Linked DNA regions of Sus scrofa: region 2 is linked to region 1. The links are chromatin contacts, called in public Hi-C maps. All regions are on one chromosome and are shown on one strand. The core of a region is the stretch at or near the end of the contact, and the rest is flanking DNA. Distances in the headings are between cores, read along the strand shown.

Region 1 (4,157 bases), core at 1,005-3,504:
GGAGACCAAGCCAGTCTCCTTTGTCCACCGAAGATGACAGAACCAAACTGGAATTCTGTCTCCAGTCAGGGAAGCGCAGCTGGTTGGGGTTAAAGACAGATGCTTCAGGCTTGGGTGGAAAGGTGAAGAAGATGGATATTTGGTAAAGCTGAGGGCACATCTGCCTGAGGGAATATCAAGAGGGGAAGTGCTGGTAGCCCGTTTTCATGAAGCAGGAAAGAAGGTGAATTTGAAACTGCTCCACGTTCTGTTAGAACTTGGGGGACGAGCGTCCGTGGAAAAGGCCTGCGATATTTCGCTGGCACTTGACCAACCGGGTGCACCTCCCAATCTCCTCCTGGGATTTAACTGTTACATTTCCTTTGTTACAAGCTTCCAGAAGAGCCGAAGCTGCTTCTGTCAGTTTGGGCGACGCATAAGCAATTTCAGTCTAGAGCATGTGCATGGTTCTCAGCGCATTATAAATATTCACATCGGAGGAATGGCATGTTCTGAAACTGCTCTTTCAGTCTTTAGGCGACAGGGCAGGAAAGACGCTAAAAGTCAGGTGCGTCTGTACGTAAGATTTCCAGGATTAAAAATCAAGTAGCTGAGCCCCCAGGACTGTTTCGAGTCGGTGGGAGGGGCTTCTTCCTGAGGCTGTGGAGCCCAGGAAGCCAATGCCCTTGGAGAGGCAGGTGCATGCTTTGCAACAATATGCCCACGCTCCTCACCGACAAAACTGTGGAAGAGGACAGAAGGCCACCAAGTGCTACAGGGAAGAAGAGTGGGTTTCAATGCTAAGTGAAAAGATGTACTTAAAATGTATCATCTCTACTCCCTGCTGTGCTCCGCCCCCCCCCCCTTATGTGGGAATCTATTCTGATTTACCCAAACCATTTTTAAGCCCACTATGAACATTGGATGTATTTTTTTGAAGCTGTTTAGTGAGACTTCCTTTTTATAACCGCCCCCCCATTCCGTGTGCTATTGGAAGACAGTTTTCCCCCAGTCATCTTTGTTTTTAGATTTTGAGGCATTTCTGAGTGAAAATGTTCTAAGTATATGGGAAATGGGCCCAACCTCTCAACAGCTCTTACATCAGAAAGCCAAATGCAAGGGTTGGTCCTCCTCCCTTAGGCTGGGAAAGTAATCTTGCTTTCCCCAGGGTTTGTAGGTTGTTGAAGAAATAGGGCTCTCTCATGTTTACCTCCCTCTTCTCTTCTCAGGGAGACCTCTGCTTTAAAAGAAGGAAAAGAAAAAAAAAATACAGTTATTATTACCTGAGCCTATTGCACCTGGCATTATCCCTACGAGGCATGAGGTGTATGGATGCTGACAGTGAAAAAAATTGATCTGTTTGGCTGTTTTCCATCTTTCTTTGCACTTTAATTATGTTGTTAGAGCTAACAACTGACTAATAAATTCAATTTGCTGGCTCCTAAGACCCAGTGGCATTGATAATGTCCCATAGAGGTGGAGAATGTACATTTTTCCTGCATGGTAAGGGCCATCTCTGTATATAACTATAAAGTGAGATATGAAGTAATAGAAGATATTTATACTATTTGCGAACCACTCCAAAAATATTTTCAATAGCTCATATTAGCCAACAGTGTAGCACTAAACCCACAGAGGGTGACTTAATGGATGTTTTCTTTCTTTTTTTTTTTTTTTTTTAAAGAAGTTGCTTGTTTTTTTCCTCTCTAGTCTCAAGTAAGAGGTTGATGCATCCTGATGCATGATAAGAAGCATGGGTTGTTTGGGTCCTAATAATGCATAACTTACAATTTATTTCTCAGTGTTCAGAAACCGAAGAGTTTGTACTAATGTATGTCAGTCGCACCAAGCACCTCAAAGTCTTGCAGAAGAATAAGAAAGTAAAGGTTAACTTTCTTGGCTGAAAAACATCATTTGGAAGGTGAACAAAACCAGGACGAATCAGTGAAAGGACCACACACACGGTAGTTTCAGGCTGAACAACAGGTGGAAAAGTTGATGCATCCAACTCTGCCCTTAGAGTCCCCCAAAGTCTTCCAGAAGGGAGGGTGTGGTTCTGTCGGCACTGTGCCTGGAAGTCTGGACCCTTAACTCTCTGACCCAGATTTTCCAAAGGCACTGCAACCATTCTTATTAAAGAAAAATAGGAACTAGAGGGATTTCCAAATGCTTCTCCCTTTTTGGCGTAGGCCTTTTTTCCCCTCTGCTAGTGACAAAGCCGGCAAGTCTATTTCCTGCAGAATGTTGGCCGCGCCCCCCAGTGGTCAACTGTGGGCACTGTCCGTTGTCTGTGCTGACCCTTTAGCATTTTATTGACGCTAACACACTCCTTCTGAGAGTCTAAAGCATTGCTGGAGCTGTGCCTCGAGAGAACTCCACCTCCAAGGGCGTTGCTTTTGCTGACCTGCACCATTTCTGGGTTAGCTGGAAGAGGAAAATGTTTTTTAAAAAGCTCAATTTGGTGACATTTAAAATCCCCAAGAGCAATTTGTGATTTCTTTCCATTGTTTAAAGCACCCATCCTCTTCTGCCCTGTAAGCTTTGAGTGATTGTCAGAGCACGCACTCTTGGCTGTGTCTGCTTCTATCCCATCATATGAGACCCATTTCTATGAATAGATGGGAGGTCAGCCTCTAACAGCCAAGTAGGGAACACGTATTATTGCAAAATTAACCTAGAAAATCAGAAGCAAAATCCAATTTCATGCTTTCAGATGAATACCCATGTTTTGTACTGTCAATGAAATTATCTTGGGGATTTTAGGGGATGCCTTTGGTTATTAACTAAGACATCCAGTTTTGCTACAGGGACAAATCTCTCACTTAAGTCAATATATTGTGTGACAGATTCAGGCATGAAGTAAAATGTTGTCACTTTTCCTTAGTGTTTGAGTTTAAAGAGGGAATTTTAAACTCTTGTTGCAATATTTTCAACTGGTGCCCACACCAAGCCCCTATTTCTGTTTGTTAATTTCAGTGCATCTTAAAGTACTACTTAAAAACAAATGAATTTCTGGAGTTCCTGTCATGGCTCAGTGGTTAACGAGTCCGACTAGGAACCATGGGGTTGCGGGTTCGATCCCTGCCCTTGCTCAGTGGGCTAAGGATCCGGCATTGCCATGAGCTGTGGTGTTGGTCACAGATGCGGCTCAGATCCCGCGTTGTTGTGGCTATGGCGTAGGCCAGTGGCTACAGCTCTGATTAGACTCCTAGCCTGGGAACCTCTATGTGCTGAGGGAGCGGCCCCAAAAATGGCAAAAAGACAAAAAAAGAATTTCCCCCAGAAATTGATTTTATTTGATGTACCCAAGCCTTAAGTTTAATAAAGAAAAAAAAATGAAACTTGGAGATACTGAATAACTTAGAAGAGAAAAATCTGTTATGTTCCCCCTTGAATGCGTGCGATAATGGACTCACACATCTTCTTTTTTCAGGATGTTATACAAGATAAGACCTTGGGTCGAGAATGATTGAGCCATTTGTAAATTCTTAACTAAAAAGAGTAATGCAACAGAGGGATTTTTCCCAATATTAACTTTTATTTTACAAGAAAGGATTTTATTTAGCTCTCGCTCTCTCTCTCTCTCTTTTTTTAAGGGCACCTGGAAGTTCCCAGGCTAGGGGTCAAATTGGAGCTGTTGCCTGTGCCACAGCCACAGCAATGCCAGATCCGAGCTTCGACTACAACCTACACCATAGCTCACAGCAATGCCGGATCCTTAAACCACTGAGGGAGGCCAGAGATTGAACCCACATCCTCATGGATAGTAGTCGGGTTCGTAACCTGCTAAGCCACAATGGGAACTCGCTATTTAGCTCTTCAAAGTTTGATTTTAATCCCCCTTGAAGGGGTGATCCTTTCCCTTCACTTCAAAATATAAGATTTTTTTAAAACCAGCCTGTAAAATTTCTTATTTTTACTGCTATTGAAATGCTATAAAAGATAACATATTATTTATGGCTAAAGAATAGAGCTAGGCTAATGTCCACAGCCAGAAGGAATAAATAAAGATTCATTTTCATTTCAGTAAGACAACAGATTGTAAGTTTAAATAATGACTTGATTACAGACACCACTATGTGAATCCCGGTAATAAGACTTGAGTCAATGAAACCTAATCAGTGTCATTTCTCTGTGTCTGCCAGTGGTTTAAAATTAAAGCAGGGCAGAGCTAAAGG
Region 2 (4,158 bases), core at 667-3,166, 560 kb after region 1:
TCTGCAGCCCTCATTTTGGCAGTGTGGCCCCCGATGCCTGCGCAGAAGGTTGGTTGGACCCAGCTTGAGCGCTTCCTAAAATATCCTTGGGTCTGATGCAATATCACTTTGTGATGGCACTGCATTGCGATGTGGTGACAGGATAACCTGGTGGTGGAGTGGGAAGGCCTTTTATGTCTTCATATGACTGTGCCTGAAAGAGGCCAAGTGAGCAGAGCGTTCCCAAAGGAGAAGAGGTCAGGTGGAAGAGTGCTTAAGCTCTCTGATGTGGAAGGAAGGAACAGAGTTCCCAACTGCCCACTCCCACTGCAGAGACTGGCCACTGGCAGAGGGCTCAGTCAGGGGATGGAGACTCAGGCAGACAACAGGGCACCCTAAAAAGCACAGTCAGCAGAGGAAGGGCTGTGCTAAAACCAACCTGCACCCCAAGAAAGCAGAAAAAACAAGGTAGCTTTCCCCTGAGTATGCCCTCAGGGCAAAGGAGTTGGTTTGGGGAACTGGAGAGGAGACAGGCTTAATCTGGAGAAAACCACCCAGAGCTACCAGGAGCTGGCAGCAAGGTTCCGGTTGGCCTAGGTCTCCAAATAAAAACAATTTGCCTAGGTCTAGGAAAGCCCTTATTCTGCATAATGACATGGAATTTGAAATGTGAATCAAACCTTGCAAAGGAATGCAACTCTTTTTTTCCCACTCCCCAAGGCCATTCTACCATTCTTAGAGGGGGACAGGTGGGTCAGAGGAAGGTTTAAAATTTTTGCCCCTTTACTAAAATTTGAAAAGTGTCAACCACCTCTCCTGCCATCCCTGCCCCCAATGCTCAAAGTGTTCAAAACTAAAAGATGCAGCATCTTTTCAGCGAGTAATCAGCACAAGTTGAAAGGCACATGCTGTTGCATTTCTGATCAGATTGTATGTTAAGCAGGAAAATATCCCCCCCTCTTTCCCCCACTTTTTTTTTTTTTTTTGGCTAAATGCTTGTCTGTTTAAAGAAGCCACTAGGCAGTGCCTCTCACTTTGTCTTGGCAGGGCACAACCATCAGACGAAGTGGGAGGAAGAAACATTAACTTCAACAGCTGTTTCTTGACCCCGGCTGTCAGTCTTCCCAAGAATAAATTTTGGAGAGTCCTATTTGAAACAAAGAGGGAGTTTTGGGGGAGAGAAAAGTTGGTTGGTTCCAGGGCGACCGCCCAAAGGAGCTGGGAACAAGATGTTGGCAGTTACCACGCAGCCTGCCTGCCTCTGCCGGGTGCAGAGATGGAGCAAAGTAACTTGAAAGCTCCCCTCTCGGCGCCCTGTGCCTGCAGCTTCCCCCCCTAACGCGCGCCCAGATCCAGCGCCGGTGGTAAGAGCCGTAGCTCGACTACAGTAATTCCCCAGCTCGGGCGGCTTGAAACTGCTCGGGCTGAATAGCATTTGCTGTTCCGTCCTGTGGCCGCCTCCCGCCGCCGCTGCCGCGCTCCCTGCAAAGCAGCTCTCATTATCCCGGAAGTTGTGCTGACACAGTCTCGCTGCCACCAGAAGTTTGTCAACATCAAACTTCTCCTGTGTGGGGTACGTTCACCTTCCACGAGTATTTAATCGAGCCAACAAGCAAACAAACAAACCCAAATAAACCTGCCCGTGATGTCATGGTCTTTTTTTTTTTTTTTTTTTTTTGCTTTTGCTTTCCTGGAAGGCTGGGGCTGTTAGGAATTTGCTGGTGGGCGCTCAGAGCGCCGGTAGGTTTCTGGGGAAGATAAGGGACAGCCCCCGGATGGGAAGCGGGGAAGGGACCGAGGAGGGCGTGGGGGATGTTGGTGTTAGGGGAAGGGGGCTGGGAGCCCGGGCCAGGGTCAGCGAATTTGTCCTGCAGCCTCTTGCCCACCGCTGGGTTGGAGGATGCACGGACCGGGGCGAAGGTTGTTTCTTTGCGGGCCCACCCCTCAGCAAAGATTACTTGGACGCCGTGGCTGGGCACTTAACGGCGGGAGGGGGGCGGGGGCTGTCTACACTCCCTCTGCGTTGTGAACTCCTGCTGGACAGTTCTACAAACACCTCTCGGGGGCTATCGGAATAAAGGGCATTAGGGTCATAAAATGTATTTGGAGGCTTCGACTGCAACATAAAAGAAATTCCTGCGATATGAGGGCAGGGGCGCACCACCTTTTCTGTCTCTGATGAGTCTGTTCAGATACCTTGATAAAACCATTTCGTCTAAACCGACTCCTTTCCCTGAGCCAAGTCTGCAGGTTCAGAGTTGCTGCTACCCAGCTTGGGTGTTTGTGGTTTCCAGTCGCTTCCCTGCTGAGATACTCTGGCTCTGCGGGGGGGCGGGGGAGGAGGGCGGAGGGAGGAGGAGGAAGAGGAGGATTCTGATTAACCCTTTCCATTCCGTAGTTTTATCTGGGCACCTTTAATCCTTCTCAAACTGGAGAGGACAAGGCCTGACTTGCTGAGTTGTGACGTAGGCATTCAGGATTTGGTGGCATTTGAGGGCCACAGGTTTTTGTGGAGGAGTTGGAACTCAGACGCTGATACTAACTTTTCTCTCTTGTTTGGGAGGCCACTTACTGCATTCAGACCCTGGAGATCAGAGAGAGAGGGTTGCAAGTATCCCCTGTGTAATGTCTGGTCAGATTTGGGCAGCTGAAAGGGTTCAGTGTCCCTAAAATGGGCAGCCCCAAATCTCTCTTGGACTGGAAATCCACTTGTGGATGCAGCAAATTTTTTTTCTATATTCTTCAAAAATAAGTTATAGAGTAAATAACTATCTCTGCAGAGAATATTGCCCATTATCCCACTATGTTATGGTGGGGAGGCTGATTTAATCCTTTTAGGGAGCCAGGTACAGGATTTACTCTTCTTGTTGGTAGGCTGTTATTAACTGTTTTTAGAAAAATTATAACTACAGTCATGAATCTTTGGTAACAAAAAGCAAGACACTTTCTCCTATTTTTCAAACTACCATAAACAGGAAAATTGTGCTAGTCCCAAGGGGCTAGCCTATCTTAAACACAAAATAAAACACAAAGCTAAAAATAAAATCTAAAGAAAATGTAACTGAGGTGTTTCTCTGGCACTGTAAGTTACTTTTGACAAATGCAAATCAAACGGATTCAAATATAGTTTAGAGCAGGCAGTCCTAAAAATAAATAAATAAATAAATAAATAAATAAATAAAAACACACAAAGAAGTGTGCTTTCCTGAAAGTTTAGTCATTCTCTACAGTGAATTTTCCTGTTGGCCATGCCTCAAAAATCTCCCTGAATTATTCAGACTTCTTTTCTTTGGGTGGTACTTTCATTTTTATTTATTTATTTTCTTATAACCCACAAAATACTACTCAACATTATTGTACCTCAGTGTGGACATGAATCAAGAAGGACATGTGGAGGATTCCATTTCCAACTCCACGTGCATGAATTTTTTGCCCTGGTTGTTAATCTGTCATGGTGTAAAAAGCCTGATTTACAAAGGCTGGTGGACTTTTGCAGAGCAAGGTTTTGTATGGTTTCTATGGCTGGGCTTATATACAAATAAAACTATTTTGCATTTCTGTCCACAATTTCCTAGTTGCACAAGGATAATTTTCAGTTTGCAGTTTCTAGTCCCTGAATGGGAGCGGCAAGCATGAGGAAACAATTTCTTTTTACAGTGATGTGAGCTCTATGCTCATCTGGATTTAGTTACTTCATAAGGTAAATATCACTAAATGTGTGCTGGACTCTTTGGGGATCTAAGGTAGTGGACGGGTGAAAATAGTCTACAGCGAAATGCTAAAGAATGTCAAACAACAGAATTCGTTTGCAGAGCTAATTGGGTCAACTATGGTACTCTTTAAAGTGGAAATTAATTCCAACATTTAAAAAAAGTATTTTCAGCTTACTTTTGGTTACATTTAGGTTATTTTAGTCACTATGATTTTTAGAATTTTACCCCAGGAATTCAATTAAAACAGGACCTTCTGAAAAATATACACCCTCCAATGAACAATGTCTGCTAGAGAAAATGTAGGTTTTAAATTTCATGCTAATTACATTTTTAAATAATGAAGTTCTTGGAATTATTTTTTATTTAAAAGCAAAATATCTGATAATGGCCAAAGCTAACCAAACTGCTTTAAAAATTAATGAATATTAATGAAGTTCATGAATAGCACAATACTGCCCCTGCCCGC

The links. Hi-C and Micro-C count contacts between places; a contact is called where the count stands out from the background.
Region 2: a Hi-C map of skeletal muscle shows a contact between it and region 1, with 4 times the contacts expected there. The contact joins two enhancer-like sites. A contact is called at or near these places in 2 of 47 Hi-C or Micro-C datasets (both in skeletal muscle) and 1 of 2 datasets of contacts at active chromatin or transcription factors (skeletal muscle).

The regions. Positions count from the first base shown.
Region 1 is chr2:89,789,302-89,793,458 of Sscrofa11.1, forward strand. RASGRF2 (ras-specific guanine nucleotide-releasing factor 2) reads left to right here. Exons shown (of 27, transcript XM_021084499.1): 27 at 1-4,157. Among named protein-coding and RNA genes, the nearest start is that of CKMT2, 23 kb to the right of the region's middle. Within about 2 kb of position 2,255, at least 4 of the 83 cell types and tissues checked have an H3K27ac peak or open chromatin away from gene starts, as enhancers often do. A contact at or near this core is called in skeletal muscle, where this site is marked.
Region 2 is chr2:90,349,920-90,354,077 of Sscrofa11.1, forward strand. LOC110259415 (a long non-coding RNA gene) reads left to right here. Exons shown (of 3, transcript XR_002341792.1): 3 at 1,027-1,634. Among named protein-coding and RNA genes, the nearest start is that of ATG10, 85 kb to the right of the region's middle. Within about 2 kb of position 1,917, at least 71 of the 83 cell types and tissues checked have an H3K27ac peak or open chromatin away from gene starts, as enhancers often do. A contact at or near this core is called in skeletal muscle, where this site is marked.